Regions from separate parts of the Sus scrofa genome. Here regions 2 and 3 are each linked to region 1. Evidence: chromatin contacts called from public HiChIP or PLAC-seq data. All regions are on one chromosome and are shown on one strand. The core of a region is the stretch at or near the end of the contact, and the rest is flanking DNA. Distances in the headings are between cores, read along the strand shown.

Region 1 (5,136 bases), core at 1,701-4,200:
TCCATATAACATTTTAAACATATAATATTTGCATCTTTGTTTAGTGCAGTTAATAATTAAGAATCATGAAAGTCCTTTTCAAAAGCAGGAGTAAATCATGGAACCCTAGTGTGATGGATTCTCCCGTCATTGCCTTTGTGGGCTTTTTGCACATTTGGTTGAGTTTTATTACCGTTCCTGCTCCTTGTTCCCAGTTCTCTGTGTTCTCGTGTGTGACAGCTTGTTGACTGCAGCACAAAGAGATTCCGTGCCATGAGACAGCTTTTGAAAGCTGTGGTCCTTATCAGAAAATTAATTTACAACCAGCCTCCTTCTCTGACTTGATTGCCGTCTTAGTCTCGGGGCCTTAAGTCGTCATTCAGGCCCCGTGGAGGTCCCCGGCCCTGGGAGAGGCCACAGCAGTCTCGCTGCTGGCGGTGCATCCCCCACACTTGTCGGCAGCCTCCTGGCTGCGACCTCTGCAGATGGTGAGAGCAGCAGAAGGGTTTGGTGGCTCAAGTCCTGTGCAGAGTTGGTGAGCCCACCATCACTCTGGGGCTCAGCTGCCATTGCAACTTGGCCAAGAGGCAGAAAAATGTGGCACTTTGGATGCCCTTTTCCCTCCTTTAGGGGAAGGAAAAGAGTTTTGGGGTCTCACCCGCGCCCTGGAGCCCCGAATGTGAGTCGAAGCATTCTTTGGTTCAGAGGGCGCAGGCACCTCCATCTCTTAGTTGAAGGAGAGATGCTAAAATGCGGTGGCAGGGCACAGGGGACGCAGGTGACCAGACGGAGTCATAGACCACAGCAGTTAATTTCTATTCTTTCTTTGTCATCGGGTAGTCGAATAGCACCTTCAGAATGAAGATTATTAGACATCTTTGTGTTCTAGGGTGTTTTAAGCAACGTAAACCATAGAAGAGTGTTTCCTTCAGAAAACTGGAATGCAGTGAACTTTTACTAGGTGCAGAATGCTTTGTTTCTGTCTGATCTTTAACTTGACAAACCAAGATTACTGGCTTAGCAATGGATATGCAGGTAAGTGTCCCTTGAAACTGTCTGTTTGCCTTTTTATGTGTTTCGAATTTACCCGCTCTTCAGCCCAAAGATGGCCTTTGATAGAAGTTTAAATCATATTAACTACATGGTTAATGATATGATATGTTGAAGATCTTACGTGAAGTCCCTAAAGCATTACTTTTCTTGTTAATTTCTGGCTTTCTTCTTATGTATGAACGTTGAGAATGATGGTTATCCAGTATTTTCTAAGCGTCTGTGGATATGTAGTTTTTGTAAAAATTGAGACTATACAGTAAGTAAAGCTTTATTGCATACTTTTTTCAAGTAACAAAGCTTGCCCCTGATACTTCTAAATCTACCCAAAATAATATAATTGTGTTGTATTTTATTACAAGATTTTAAAGCATGCATTGAATGATTAAGGGAAAGGGCCAACTTTTAATTCTGATGAGTTGAATTTCTTTCTGCGTTTTGACTGTCCATAGGTGAGTTTATTTGGAGGGGAGAGGTTAAAAAGAGAAAAAGGTAGCTTGACGCTTGGCTTGTTCTCAGTGCCGCTGGAGCCCTGTCCTTACGTGTTCCTTTCTCTTGCAGTTGCTGATGATCCCTCTGATCATGTCAGTGCTTTACGTCTGGGCCCAGCTGAACAGAGACATGATTGTATCGTTTTGGTTTGGAACAAGATTTAAGGTACTATAACCTAGCTGGCAGATTTTCCTTTTCATTAGTCTTTGCAAAAATCCCGCTCTTCAGCCCAAAGATGCACTTTCTGACACAACCAGCAGAGGTCACTGCAGAGCAGCAAACCACAGGCAAGCCCCCTCGCCCCTCCTCAGTCACCCTGCTGTTCTTTAGCCAAACCTCAGTCCTTTGCTGTTAGTTCTTGGCCCCTTAGGCCTGTGTCCCCGAGTGATCTCATGTATGTGTGTGGTAGAGGGAGGGAGGGATACTCATGTGGAACTATTTCTTTGAAAATCCATTCTTATCATTCCCTGTTATGTGGTTTACACTCTAGCCAAACAGATTTTTATTTTATTTATTTTTTTGCCTCCCAAACACTTCCCTTTGTGCCTTTGCTCACAATCTGCCCGCAACATCTTTTTGATTTTCTTCTTTATGAAAACTGTACTTTTTTTTTTTCCCCTTGGCCGCCTTTGGCATATTGAGTTCCTGGGCCAGGGATCAGATCCGAGCTGCAGTTGCAGAAACGCCTGATTCTTAACCTACTGTGCCAGGCTGGGGATTAAACCTGCGTCCCTGCGTGCCAGAGACACTGCCAATCCCGTTGTGCCACAGTGGGAACTCCAAACCGTACTCTTTTTTTTTTTTGTCTTTTTCCCTTTTCTAGGGCTACTCCCACAGCATATGGAGGTTCCCAGGCTAGGGGTCCAATCGGAGCTGTAGCCGCCAGCCTACGCCAGAGCCACAGCAACGTGGGATCCGAGCCGCGTCCGCAACCTACACCACAGCTCACGGCAACACCGGATCCTCAACCCACTGAGCAAGGCCAGGGATCGAACCCGCAACCTCATGGTTCCTAGCCAGATTCGTTAACCACTGCACCATGAGGGGAACTCCGAAACCATACTCTTTTTTTAATTTGAGTTGGGACTGAGTGTATTTCCTGCCTCATCTGTCTGTGGCATTCATCTTGCCTTTGGGCTCTTGCACTACTTTGTGTTCCTCTTAGAGCACTTACCATATTCTACCTTCAAGTTATCGACATGTGTGATATTTTTGCAACTCCCTTAGCTATTAGATTGATGTCTTGAATCTGGAAGGGATGTTGACCCAAAGTAAATAGGCTGTCAGATATTTCTCCAGCAAGAAGGTTTACTTGGGATCGACAGAGAATTGCATTTTGGAGTCTGCAGCCATGGCTGGCCACGTGTGAGTCCCTGCACACCAAGGGAAGGAGAGAGCTTTTATAGAGAGAGGAAGAGGAAGTTGGGAGGGCCGTGGTAAACAGAGCTTGTCATTGGCTGAGTCCTTGCAAGGAAAGAAGTCTGTCTTCTTCCTGTTGGGCTCTGCTTTTGGAACAGGGCGCGAGAGCTCCCCCTTCTGGTCTCCCAACTGTACTTAATTGAGGTTTCTGTTTATTAATTTTTTACAGGGGCTCCAATGTTGAATTTGTCTGGAGAGCTCTCTCATTTGGCAGAGTGGGTTTTTTTTTTTTTTTAAGTTTTATGGAAGTATAATTGATTTACAAGGTTGTGATAATTTCTGCTGTATGACAGTGATTCAGTTATATATATACACACATCCATTCTTTTTCAGAGTCCTTTCCCATATAGATTATCACAGAATATTGAGTAGAGTTCCCTGGGCTGTACAGGAAGTCTTGTACGGGAGAGTGTTAGTTCAAGATGTATAATGTGGTAAAAATTCGAAATGATTTTGTGAAGTACGTAAAAGGAGAACCTAAAAAGATGGGGGTATTTGGTAAGTTACTGGTAACAATTTGCTGGCTGGAGTCTTAGTGTGCCTCTCTTATGGACTATGTTTCTGTTAGCATCCATAGGGGACACGTCTGTTTTCTAAAGCTGTTATAATTCAGCAGGGTACGTATCACATCTGAAAACTACGGGCAAAGTACCTTGTCTTGAGTTACTAATATATAAATAAGCATAATTTTAGGTGGGAATGTTTAAGTACAACAGGAATGATGCCAGATGGATCTAAGGAATTTTTGCAGTGACTTTCCAAAAGATTTATAGACACCCTTGTTAGGATAACCGTACCCATAGCAGCCCCTTAGCAGTTGTATGGAGTTATTCATGTTTGTGTATCTTCTTTCCTAGGCCTGTTATTTACCTTGGGTTATCCTTGGATTCAACTATATCATCGGAGGCTCGTAAGTGATAATAGATTTATTGCAAACTGATCCTGGGAAGACTTTCATTATTCTTTATCTTTTTTTTTTCTAAACTTTATTAGAACTTTAAAGAGGAGTTCCTGTCGTGGCTCAGTGGTTAATGAATCCGACTAAGAACCATGAGGTTGCAGGTTCCATCCCTGGCCTTGCTCAGTGGGTTAAGGATCCGGTGTTTCCGTGAGCTGTGGTGTAGGTTGCAGATGCGGCTTGGATCCCTGTTGCTGTGGCTCTGGTGTAGGCTGGCGGCTACAGCTTTGATTCGACCCCTAGCCTGGGAACCTCCATATGCTGTGGGAGTGACCCTAGAAAAGGCAAAAGACAAAGAAAAAAAAAAAAGAACTTTAAAGAATCTCAGCATTGATGCTTTGATACCTTATCGTATTGATAATTTCATTCTGATATAATTGTTTAAAATTGCAGGACTTTAAACATATTTAACACTTTTTTTTTTCTTTTTTTTTTTTTTTTTCTTTTTTGGCCACAGCTGCAGCATGTGGAAGTTCCTGGGCCAGAGATTGAACCTGAATTTCAGTTGTGACCTGAACCACAGCTGGAGCAATGCTGGATCCTTACTGTCTGTGCCACACAGCAGCTTCCTAGCACTGAATTTTTCTTTTCTGTCTTTTTTTTTTGTTTTGGTTAGTTTGTTGTTAGAGTATATATGCTTCCATATATGTGCTTTTGAATAAATATTTCTGGATTCACTGTCCAGATAGAGCAAACATAGAGACCTAATTTCTATCCAGGCTGAGCCCTTTGTGCATAAAATTACTGTTTTTTATTCCTTTTTGTTGTTGTTGCGCCCGTGGCCTGTGGAAATTTCCAGGCCAGGGATTGAACTCAAGCCAAAATGGTTAAAGCTGGGCCCTTAACCGCTAGGCCACCAGGGAACTCCCTGTTTTTTTATTCTTAAGGCATATTCCAGAATGCCTATGGAAACTCCTCAGATCAGGTGGGGAGTAGTTTTGTCAGCGGTTTGATAGTACAGAAGTTTTGATGAAACAGGGTCAGATTTCTTATCTGGAATTAGACCTGAGACTTAAGAAAACCTTGAATGCATCCAGTCAAAATTTTAGGAGGATTTCAAGATGCAGCTATTCTAAGAACTCCTCTTTCTGACATTACACGATGTTTTTTTATGTTTTTAAAATAGATTTTCATAGTGCTAGTCCTTTTAAGATTCTGTTTAAAAATTGAAGTGTAGTTGATTGACAGTGTTGTGTTAGTTTCTGTTATACAGCAAAGTGATTCAGTTATGCATACAT
Region 2 (5,136 bases), core at 740-3,239, 240 kb after region 1:
CCTCTCTTAGCCAAGCAAAGCCCGTGGGTCTGAGCTTGTGTCACTGTCTAAGAAAGGCCTGCTATAGCTCCCATGACAGTCCCTCTCCCAATCTCTCTCTCTCTCTCTCGCAGAGCCACCTGTCCCCTGCTGCAGTGTTTATGACAACAGGCCACTGCGCAGTCTGTGTTGATTTCATGCCCATCTCCCCACCAGCCGTAATGCCGTGGTGCATGATGGGTGAGCACGGTTCCTGGACACACCTTGTTAATACATACTTTTGCGCCCAGACCCAGGGCCTGGCCCAGAGTAACTGCTTGACACATATCTGGAGAATGAATAATACATACATTTTGAGTCTTAATCCTCCCAACATTCCTGGGAAGTAGTTATCACTCCCTCCACCACCCTCCTTATAACCGAGGAAACCTGGATTCAGAAACATCAAGTTAGCTGTCCCAAGGTGTCAGGAACAATAATCAAGTTCAAAGTCTCTGAGGTCATGTCAGAGACTTTTTTTTTAATGGACCACGAACATTCCCATAGGATTATTCATATGTGTGTGACTATTTAGAGAGATTTATTTATATATTTATATAGGTAGATTTACATGGACACTTTTTTTTTTTTTTTGGTCTTTTTAGGGCTGCACCCATGGCATATGGAGGTTCCTAGGCTAGAGGTTGAATCAGACCTGCAGCTACTGGCCTACGCCACAACCACAGCAACACCAGATCCAAGCTGCATCTGCGACCTACACCATAGCTTCCAGCAGAGCAAGGCCAGGAATCGACCTTATGTCCTCATGGATGCTAGTAAGTTTCGTTTCCACTGAACCATGTTGGGAACTCCTACATAGACACATTTATATAGATTTATTTCACATAGGTGCCCACATTCAGAAGAAACATAATAAGAGAGAGCAAAAAGTCCCTGTTGCACTTCTGTCTCCCAGCCGCCTAGGTCCTTTCTGAGGGCAATGAATGGCTTCTGTTGTTTCTATATCCTGCTAGATGCCATCCATGCATATGTGAGAAATCACCTGTGCTTATTCCTCACCCTCACCATATTTGACATAAGTGGCGACGGCATAACACACTTGCTGTTCGTAGAGACCCATATGTTCACATTCCTATGTATCGCTTCTGTATCCTTGCAAATAGAGCTTAAACATTTTTTTTTTTAATGGCTGGAGAGTATTTGATCATCTGCATGTTCCATAATTTATTTAACCATTCCCCACTGATAGACATTTGGGTTGCTTCCAAATTTTTGCCATTACAAATGCTGAGTAACTTTGTAAATACGTCTGTTCGCACATGTGCAAATATATCTGAAGGAGAACATTTTAGAAGTGGAACTGCTGGGCTAAAGGGTATGCTGCAATTAAACAAAACAAGTCTGGGTTTTCAGAAAGCATGCTTTAGAAAGCATGACGCATCATTTTTATGATTCATAGTGACCATGACAGTTGGCCCATGGTAATGCCAGGTCAGAGTCTGGAGGGAAGCTGGTGGTGGAAAGCTCCCTTTCTAGGGGACTTGGGAACCAGCCAAATGCTTTCTTTCTTCAACATTTACCCTCCGTTCTTGCTCTTCAATACTCCCACTCTTGTGGGCTAAGTCTTTGAAAGGCAGACAGCATCATGTGGTACAAACAGCCTTGGCTCCAAGATCAAACATGCCCCTGGTGCCAGCTCTGCAATTATAAGCTGTGTGACCCAGGAAACGTTACTTTAACCTTTCTGAGCCTCAGAATCCTCACCTGTAAAGTGGGGCTAAGAATTTCACCCAACTCACAGGGTGGTTGTGAGGATTAAATAAACCAGTCCATGAAGCATGGATCATAGTAGGCACACAGTACACGTATGTTGTTGTGGTTGTTGTTATTATTATTATTAAGCATGAGGTCACAAAACCCTAAGTGGCGAATGTTGGCTGGACAGGGAAGGGTAAAAGCAAGGAGGCTGGGAAGGGGAAGGAGATGAGGTAGGGTGACTATGATCCTAGCAGAGTAGGGGTCAGCTTACAGCCACATGGTACCAGGGCCAGGGGTGAGAAGGTGATGCAATAACTCCACAAATAACCTTTGTCTGTTTCCCAGCTTAGCTAGAGCCAGCTTGGTTAATGGTTAAGAGAGTAGTGCTTGCAACGCGGTGAGTGTGGAAGGTGTGTGTGCGTGTGTGTGTGTGTGTGTGTGTGTGTGTGTGTACTTGGGACCAGGTGTAGCCAATTCAAAATACCCTCTCCAAGTGAAGGCTCCTAAGGTGGTATCTGCTGGGAGAGTTTGTGGGGTGTGGTCAGGAGCTGACTCCCTGTGTGGGGAACCTCTGCCATCGTCACTCCCGTTGTTGCCACCACTGCCCTTCTCTGTGGTAGCTGCTGTGTATCAAGTATCAGATGTGCATTCTTCTCTTCTTAACAGTACTGTGTGTGTGTGTGTGTGTAGTTCCCATTTCACAGATGAGGAAACTGAGGCTCAGAGAAGCTTGCCTAAGATAATCCAATGAGTAAATGGCAGAGCTGGAACTTGAACTTAGGTCTCTGTTTAACTCCGAATCTCTTCTTTACCCACAGCGTTATATCACCTGTTACCATTGCCGCTGGTACCGCTACCATCTCCATCATCCTCACCTCCACCGCCTCCACCACTGCTGCGGCCACCATCACCAGCACCACCATCACCACCATTCTTATCATTGTCATCTTTATCTCCATCGCTCAAGCCAGTTTCACATAGAGCATCTCATTTAGCATTCACCACAGGTGCTAACTATCCGGAGTTCATTCCCTCCATTTGGTGGATGTGTTAAATGAGTTACCATGTGCCGGGTGCTTCGAGCAGTGATTGACACATTCCTAGCTCACAGTGAGTTTTGTTGATTAGAATTAAACATTGATGACTTCTTTTTTTTTTTTTTTTTTTTTTTGCATTTTTGGCGCTCTGTGCATATGAGTTCCTGTAGGTCTAATGGACGTAGCCCACCTACCCAAGCCACCAACGCCAATCCGAGCCGCGTCTCGCCTCCCACAGCTCACCCGCCGATCTTAACCCACTGAGCAAGGCAGGATCGAACCCGCACTCATGTTCCTAGTCGATTCGTTACACTGCACACACAACTCCTGATGACTTCTTATTACTGTCGTCATCATCATCATTGTCTTCATCATCAACACTGCCCAGATCCCGTCCCTGGTAGAGTCACCGGGTCTCCTACCTGGCCTGGGTCAAAGCGCCGCCTAATGACCTCATATATCCTAATTGGCCTGCTGTAATGTGACCCACATGGCATCTGCCTCCCAGGCTGCTGATGAGGTGCTTGGGGGTGAGCTCCAATGACCCCGCACCCCTGGTGCCCCTCCCCCTCCCCATCTGCTTCAGGAGCCTTTGCACAGGCCCTCAGAGGAGGCTATGAAGATGGAGTCCCATCAGGTCCAGCTCCCAGCTGCTGCCTCAGGCAGGTTTCATGTTCGTAGCTCATTCCTGTCTGGTTTGTCCTTGTACTTGGTATGTCCCCATCCTTCTTCCTGGAGCTCATGGCTTCCCCAGCCCGAGGCTTCTCTACTTGTCACCAGCTTCTTTCTCCAAGACTGTTCCTTCTCCTCTGTGTCATCTGTACTGTACACTCCAACATCCCTGCTCTTCTTGAAGTTTTATTATTATTATTATCACTATTGTTGCTATTATTTTACAAATGAGACCAAGGCTTGTATTTCAGTGATGCTTTTGCCTCACTTGTTGCATGTCCAGGGCTTACAGAACTTTCTAGGCACCTGACTGGGAAAAGCTGACCAATTTTTGGTCTTGCATGTCATAGCCATAACTTTCCCAGTATCACATGGTCACAGAAGAGGTGGGGTTGGGGGAGGCCAAGGCCCCTGCCTGACTGGGACTAACACCCCTGCATGATCAGGGGACTCTCTTCCTAGTTGCCTCCTGATTGTTCAGATAAGCGATATGCCTCACCTGCCAAAGCCAGTAACCCTTCTGATACAGAACCACTTGAAAGTAGCCCTGAGACCTTCCAACCCCCTAAGCATGTAGTCCCCAAGGACACATTATAAAGATAATATGCACAAAAGGCAGAGACATTCAAGGTGAGATGTGAGAGTACGTGTGAGAGGGGACACGTGCTCGTTATGTACATACACGTGTGCACATGTACATGTACATACAAGTGTGAGGGCCACACCCAAGTGACCCCACATATGGGATTTTTTTGTTTGGCTGTGCCCAAGGTATGTAGACATTCCCAGGCTAGGATGGAACCTGTGTCACAGCAGCAATCCAAGCCACTGCAGTGACAACACCAGATCCTTAGCCCACTGCACTGCAGGAGAACCCCACACACGTTTGAATATTTTGAGTAGGCATGAGCTTTAGAGCTGGGCAGCCCTGGGGTCTAGTTCTGCTCCCCGCAACCCGCCTGCCTGATTGTCATCCAACTGGGAGACAGAATCAGGGCAGTGAAAAGTATGAACTGAGGAGTTCATTTACCTGGATCCAAATCCTGTCTCCACTGATTATTATCGATGGAGCCTTAGATTGATTGATGCCTCTGGGCCTCGGTTTCCTCACCTGTAAAGTGGGGATGATAATTACACTGATCTGTATGGTTGCTGTGAGGCTGCTAGCAGATAAATGCACCTCAAATACTTACCCCATCTCAATTCCTGAAGGGAAACGTGAAGAAACCGTGGCTGCTAGTTTCTAAGCATATTTTATTAGGCTCCTCACTGTTTTTCATCCCTCTCTTTGCTCTGTCACCATGTCTGAGAATAAAAGCTCAGAGACCATGGAGCCGCTCACTGCCCCCACGGCCAGTCTCCAGGGCTGACCCCGAGGCCTCTCCATTCGCCCGTCAGAGTCATGTGAGCAGAAGACAGCATCCTTGGCGCAGTTTGTGGAGCGGAACCGTCAAGATGTCAGCCACGTCTCAGCTGCTTTTCTCCCCTTCTTGGCTTCAGGATATCCGACCTAACGACTTGGCCTGGAATCCTCAGATTTCACTGTGAGAGTGAATTTTGCAGGCTTTTCCCGGAGGAGCCCTTGCTGGAGATGTGCTCAGGCCAGGAAAATTCTTTCTTCTCTAATGCGAGGCAGATGCCATTTACCTAACGGATGTGGGGAGAGAGGCACTATCGTTGGTTTCCTGGA
Region 3 (5,136 bases), core at 1,259-3,758, 220 kb after region 1:
GCCCAAGATGGGCAGCGACACTTTCAAAGGGGAGGGGTCCAGGGAAGGCTCTTTCCCCACCTTCCTCCTCCCTCACCTCCCAGACAAACAAAAGGCCATCTCGCAAATAGCTGAAGGCAGAGACCCCACTGGCGTCGACGCTGATCCATCAGGTGGAAGCCCGAGCACATCACGACTTGGCTTCCCAGTCAAGTTTTCTCCCCAGCCTAACACACCACCCTCCTCCTCCTCCTCCTCCTCTGCCGCCGCCTCCCGAGCTCCGCACAGCGACGAGGCCAAGCGGACCGTTCCGTGATGCTCACTGGTTTCCAACTTTCCGCTCATCTTCGTCTGCGCAGCCTCCTGCAGAGCGGCTGGGAAAGGGGCAAGTTTGCAAAGGCGAGGACCCCAAGTCCTGGGGAAGCCACAAAGCAGCCGAGACACCAACAAAGATGAACCGCTCGTGGGGCAGACGAAGAGCGCCAGCTGCCCTGCCGGGGGGCGACCGTGGGCTTGGGCGGGCAGAGGCGGGCCGCGGGCGGAGGACAGCGGGGGCCCCGCGGCTCCCCCCGCCCCGCCCCCCAGGCCCTCGCCACGCGGGTTCCCCGGCACCTGAGCGGGGCGTGGGGACAGCGCCGCGCTGCGGCTCGGCCCGCGGCAGGTAGCTCGGCTCCCCGCCCGCGCCGCGCGCCCGCTGCCTGCAGCCACCAGGAGAGGAGAGGCAGCCTCAACCCACGGCGTCATGCTTCCTGCCACCACAGTACGGCGAATCGTCACCGGGAGAGGGGAGAAGAGGGGAGAGCGGGGGAGGGAGGGAGGGGAGCACACACACGCAGCCCCCCGCCTGCCCGAACCCGCGGAGCCGGGGCCACGTCCCGGTGGAGTCCCCGTGGGACCGGCCCCGTTCGCACAAAGCGCCGCAGTTTGGCCAAGAAGGGAGGGAGCCGGCCACGAAATAAATAAATAAAAACAGAGTCGGGTCTACGTAACGCCCTGTCGAAAGCGGACGCCATATTTTTTTGTGGCTTATGTCGACATAGGGAAACGTAGACATGTTTTTCCTCCTCCTCCTCCTCCTCGGTCTGCCTCCCATTTATCCAAACTTGTAATCAAAACTCTTTAAAAAAAAATCTCCCCCCGCCTCTGGATCCTCTGATTTCCTCCCACCCGCAAAAAAGAGCCTGCACCCCACCCCCCCTTCCGCGCCCCCCTTCCAATCACAAACCCGGCCAAGTCCCATTAACAACACATTTTCGGGAGCCGCGGCGGCGGCGGCGGCGGTGGGAAAGTTGGGCTGGAGTGGCCGGTGCCCGGCGTGCGGGGCTCGGGGCCGGCCGCGCCGGGCGGGGGGTGCTCCGCGCCGGGGCGAAGTTTCTTACCTGCGCCGGGGCTGGGAACGCGGGGACCCGGGCTGGGAACGTGGAGACGCGGCACGGGCGTTCCAAAATGGAACTCTGCTGGCTCCCCCCACCCACTCCCCACTCCTCACCGGGCGCCCGGCTCGGGCTCCGTGGGAAAGAGGGGGAAAGCCAGCCTGCCAGACAGACAGACAGAAGAAGCCCCCGTACGGAGAACAGTGGCCAAAATTTTTAAAAGAAAAAAAAAAAAAAGAAGGAAAAAAAAAGGGGAAAAAAATGTCTCGATCAGTGGGGAATCTACGCCAAAACCCACATGATCTGTAACGTCAGCATGCGTATTTGCATACGATACCACCACCCGAGCTGCCACCCGGGCTCGGGTTCCGCAGAAAGTTACAAAGTGAAATTCAGCCCCCTCCGGAGACGCCGGCGAAATGTCATTTTCAGGCGAGAGCTGGGGGGGAGGCCAACCCTAAAGGCGCTGGTTACTAGCCAAGGTTGGGGGGTGGGCAGTAAATTAACTTAAAAGTCTGAGCCCAGTAACGGACTCGGTGGAATTTCTGCGAGGGGAGGAGGGGGAGGCGCGAGCGAGATCATTGAATATTAAGCACGACCCGGCGCGGCGGCCGCGGCCAAACCCTCCTGGTGCAATACCCATTTTCTTTATGAAAAGTTCAAGGTGTCACTGATGAGCTCGACAAACTGTTGATCCTAACCACGTGGAGTGGCCGACGGAGGGACCGCTGGGCGCGGCTGCTCGCTGAGCGGGCGGCACCCGGGACCCCGCGTCCCTCCTGCAGAGCAAACGGCAGCGCGCGGGTGGGGCCGCCGCAAGCCCAGGGCGCTGCCTGCGCTTTCTCCCGCCCTAGGACTCAGGGAAATAATAACAACTTAAAAAAATTTTTTTTTTCTTTTTTAAAGCGAGACACATTTAACTCCTGGAGTAGTAATAAGAGGGCTCGGAGTAGGGAGGGTAAGGAAGAGCCCCCACTTATATAACGACTCGAAATTAGATGACTTTTGCTGAAGAGATTCTGAGATTTCCGCTTGCGCCAGGTCTGAGGTTGGTTAAACATCCTCAAACTTTTTTTCCTAAGAGCCAATAAACAAACAGACGCCCTGGGAGCTGACTTAAACTCTTGTCGGGCCAGCGCTCGCTGGGATTCTCAGACTTCGGAGAAATGCACACCCCTGCGGCGCTGGCAGGGAAGTCCCTCGGAAGCGAGGCGGGTCACTTTCGAAACTGGGACTCTGGCCTTCCCGGCGGGAGGGCATCCCTAACCGCCGCCGCCCCCTGGATCCCCTCGGGCGGCTTAGAGCAAAGGCAGGTCAGAATCTCGCTGCCCTCCGCCCGCGGCCTCGGGAACCGTGAACTCGCGTTTTGGGCGCGGCGCTTCAGCTGCAGTGTTCAGCTAAGGGCTCCAAGGGATTTGGGATTCAGGGGACGCTTTGGCATTTCACAGAACCTGTCTGCGCCGCCTGTCCCTGCCAGGTGGACCAGTTTCTCCTCGGTGGGCATCTCGACGCGTCAGCATCTCCCAAGTGTGTGCTGAGTGCGAGCGCGCACTGGGCGAGCGGGGGCCAAGGGGATGCTGTCTGGGGTCTACTTTTGACATTTTGAGAGCAGCAAGAAGACAAAGGGAGCCTGGGGCTGGGAGGCTCCGCGGAGTCCCCGCCCGCGCTGAGGATTAGCAGGCGCGGAGCGTCGGGGCTTCCCGGCCAGCCTTAGCTTGGGGGGAATTAGAACGAACTCTAGCGGCGGCTTGCGACTCGGCTCTGGGCGCTAGGACAGCAACAGGTGGCCGTGTGCGGCGGAGTGGCTGGAGGCGAGGACGGAGACGGGGTGAAAATGGCTGGCTCCCGGGCTGACTGCGTGGTCAACGCATTGGTTGACCTTTTGGCATTTTCGTTTCTGAGGCTGAGGAGAAGAAAGCAGCTGAAAGGCTTTCTCAGGGTCTCCCTTTAGGGCTCCAATTTCTCCACCAGAACCTGTTCTTTGGGTTCCCAGAAATTTTTACAATAAAAATAAAAATAGCTCATATGCAAAACTTTCTACTGGCTTGCACCTGTTTGTTCCGTTATTGCTGATGCAGGGTTGTTTGTTAACGGTGCAGGAAACCAGGTACTGGCTTTGAAGGAGGTCTCTTTTCCTAATGCTCTCAGATCTGAGAGGCAAACTGCCCAGGTTCTTAAAGGATTTATTAAGAACTTCCTGGGTGACTATGATCCAGATGCTATCGCATCTTTCTCAAACTCATTCCATATCTACTGTCTAACATCCTAATGTGCTTGCTGTCAATATCAGAATTTAGGGATGCTGAGTTTTTTTCCTCTTCCCTCAAGGATGTGCATGAAGAGAGAAAGAAAAAGAAAACAATCCCACCAACTATAATATTTTTATATTGCTTACTCTTGACTCTTCCAGGTCATTCCACTGCTTCCCTACGCCCCCCCCCCATAACTACAGTTCCCTGTTTCCATGGAAGTTACTGAAACCTTAAGAAAGTTGTATCTGTTCTGAGGCTGCACCTCCTTTTGCTGGTCATCCACTTAGAAGGGATTTCTATAAGCCATGTTTCCTCTGTCCCCCCCTCACTACCGTCTTCTTTTGGTTGGGCGAGCGGATAATAGGATGGAAGGGTCAGGCATGAGCCACACCGGGTAGACCCTCTGGACCGTCCATTGAGCTTTCATGTCTTCAGGCCACTTGTATCTCTTGGACACTGTGGGGGCATCTGATGTGCTGCAGTGTCTTTAAATTGTTCAGAGTTTAGCATGGGCCGGACCTTCCCTATATAAGCAGACAGCAGGGGATTAAACAAGGGTGACTTTTGCATTAAGAGCTACGATTTCAGTTTGCTTCACGTGTAGGTGGAGGAGGCAGACACTTACCTGATGTGATTCAGGAGCTCTGGAATCAATAATTATAGGAGTAGTGCTTATTGAGTGCTTTGTGTGCCTTTGCCAATTGCTGGTTAATCTTTTTTCAAACTGAAGTATAGCTGATGTACGATATTGTTTTAGTTTCAGGTGTACAGTTCTTAATCTTTACAACAACCCTAACAGGCATTGATTCTCGGAATGTTTTGTCTCAGGCCCCCTTTAGACCCTTCAAATTATTAAGGACCCCAAAGAGCTTTTGTTTATGTAAGTTATATACATCTTGATATTTATTAGAAATTCAACTGAAAAAAACCCCAAAGCATGGGAATTTACAAACACACTTTCCATTAGCCATCAGAGCAATAACACATGACATGTCATGTAGGCTTTGGAAATCTACTGTATACTTGAGAAAGAATACGAATGAAAAGGGCAGGTACTGTTTTAGCCCTATTACCAAAGTAGATTTGACCTTGAGGACCCCAGGAAGGGTCTTGGGGACTGTTAGGATCCCTGTATAACAGCTGGAGAATCACTGTTAGGATAAGTTCTATTATTATGCATATTTCACAAATGAGGAAGCCCAGGCAGAGAAAGCAAGGACTTTAACTGGGTTCTTTAGAGACCAGAGCCGGAGTTCTTTTTTTTTTTTTTTTTTTTTTCTCTCTCTATTTTCTTTTTGTCTTTTTAGGGCCGCACCCACGGCATTTGGAGGTTCCCAGACTAGGGTCTGTTTCTGCTGACCTATACCACAGCCACAGCAACACCAGATCCAAGCCGCATCTGCGACCTACACCACAGCTCATGGCAATGCTGGATCCTTAACCCACTGAGCAAGGCCAGGGATCGAACCTGCTACCTCATGGTTCCTAGTTGGATTAGTTTCCGCTGCGCCATGAAGGGAACTCCCAGAGCT

What was found. HiChIP or PLAC-seq counts read pairs in DNA pulled down with a chosen protein or histone mark.
Region 2: a contact with region 1 is called in an H3K27ac HiChIP or PLAC-seq map of skeletal muscle. The contact joins two enhancer-like sites. A contact is called at or near these places in 2 of 2 datasets of contacts at active chromatin or transcription factors (alveolar macrophages and skeletal muscle).
Region 3: a contact with region 1 is called in an H3K27ac HiChIP or PLAC-seq map of skeletal muscle, with 9 times the contacts expected there. The contact joins the promoter of ZHX2 here to the enhancer-like site in region 1. A contact is called at or near these places in 13 of 47 Hi-C or Micro-C datasets (alveolar macrophages, embryonic fibroblasts, epiblast stem cells and 8 more) and 2 of 2 datasets of contacts at active chromatin or transcription factors (alveolar macrophages and skeletal muscle).

What each region holds. Positions count from the first base shown.
Region 1 is chr4:16,329,106-16,334,241 of Sscrofa11.1, forward strand. DERL1 (derlin 1) reads left to right here. Exons shown (of 8, transcript NM_001244479.1): 4 at 988-1,014; 5 at 1,591-1,686; 6 at 3,798-3,850. Among named protein-coding and RNA genes, the nearest start is that of DERL1, 21 kb to the left of the region's middle. Within about 2 kb of position 2,951, at least 17 of the 83 cell types and tissues checked have an H3K27ac peak or open chromatin away from gene starts, as enhancers often do. A contact at or near this core is called in alveolar macrophages and skeletal muscle, where this site is marked.
Region 2 is chr4:16,572,477-16,577,612 of Sscrofa11.1, forward strand. No RefSeq gene overlaps it. Among named protein-coding and RNA genes, the nearest start is that of ZHX2, 21 kb to the left of the region's middle. Within about 2 kb of position 1,990, at least 12 of the 83 cell types and tissues checked have an H3K27ac peak or open chromatin away from gene starts, as enhancers often do. A contact at or near this core is called in skeletal muscle, where this site is marked.
Region 3 is chr4:16,551,351-16,556,486 of Sscrofa11.1, forward strand. It overlaps ZHX2 (zinc fingers and homeoboxes protein 2), which reads right to left and starts at 2,509. Exons shown (of 5, transcript XM_021088974.1): 1 at 1,359-2,509.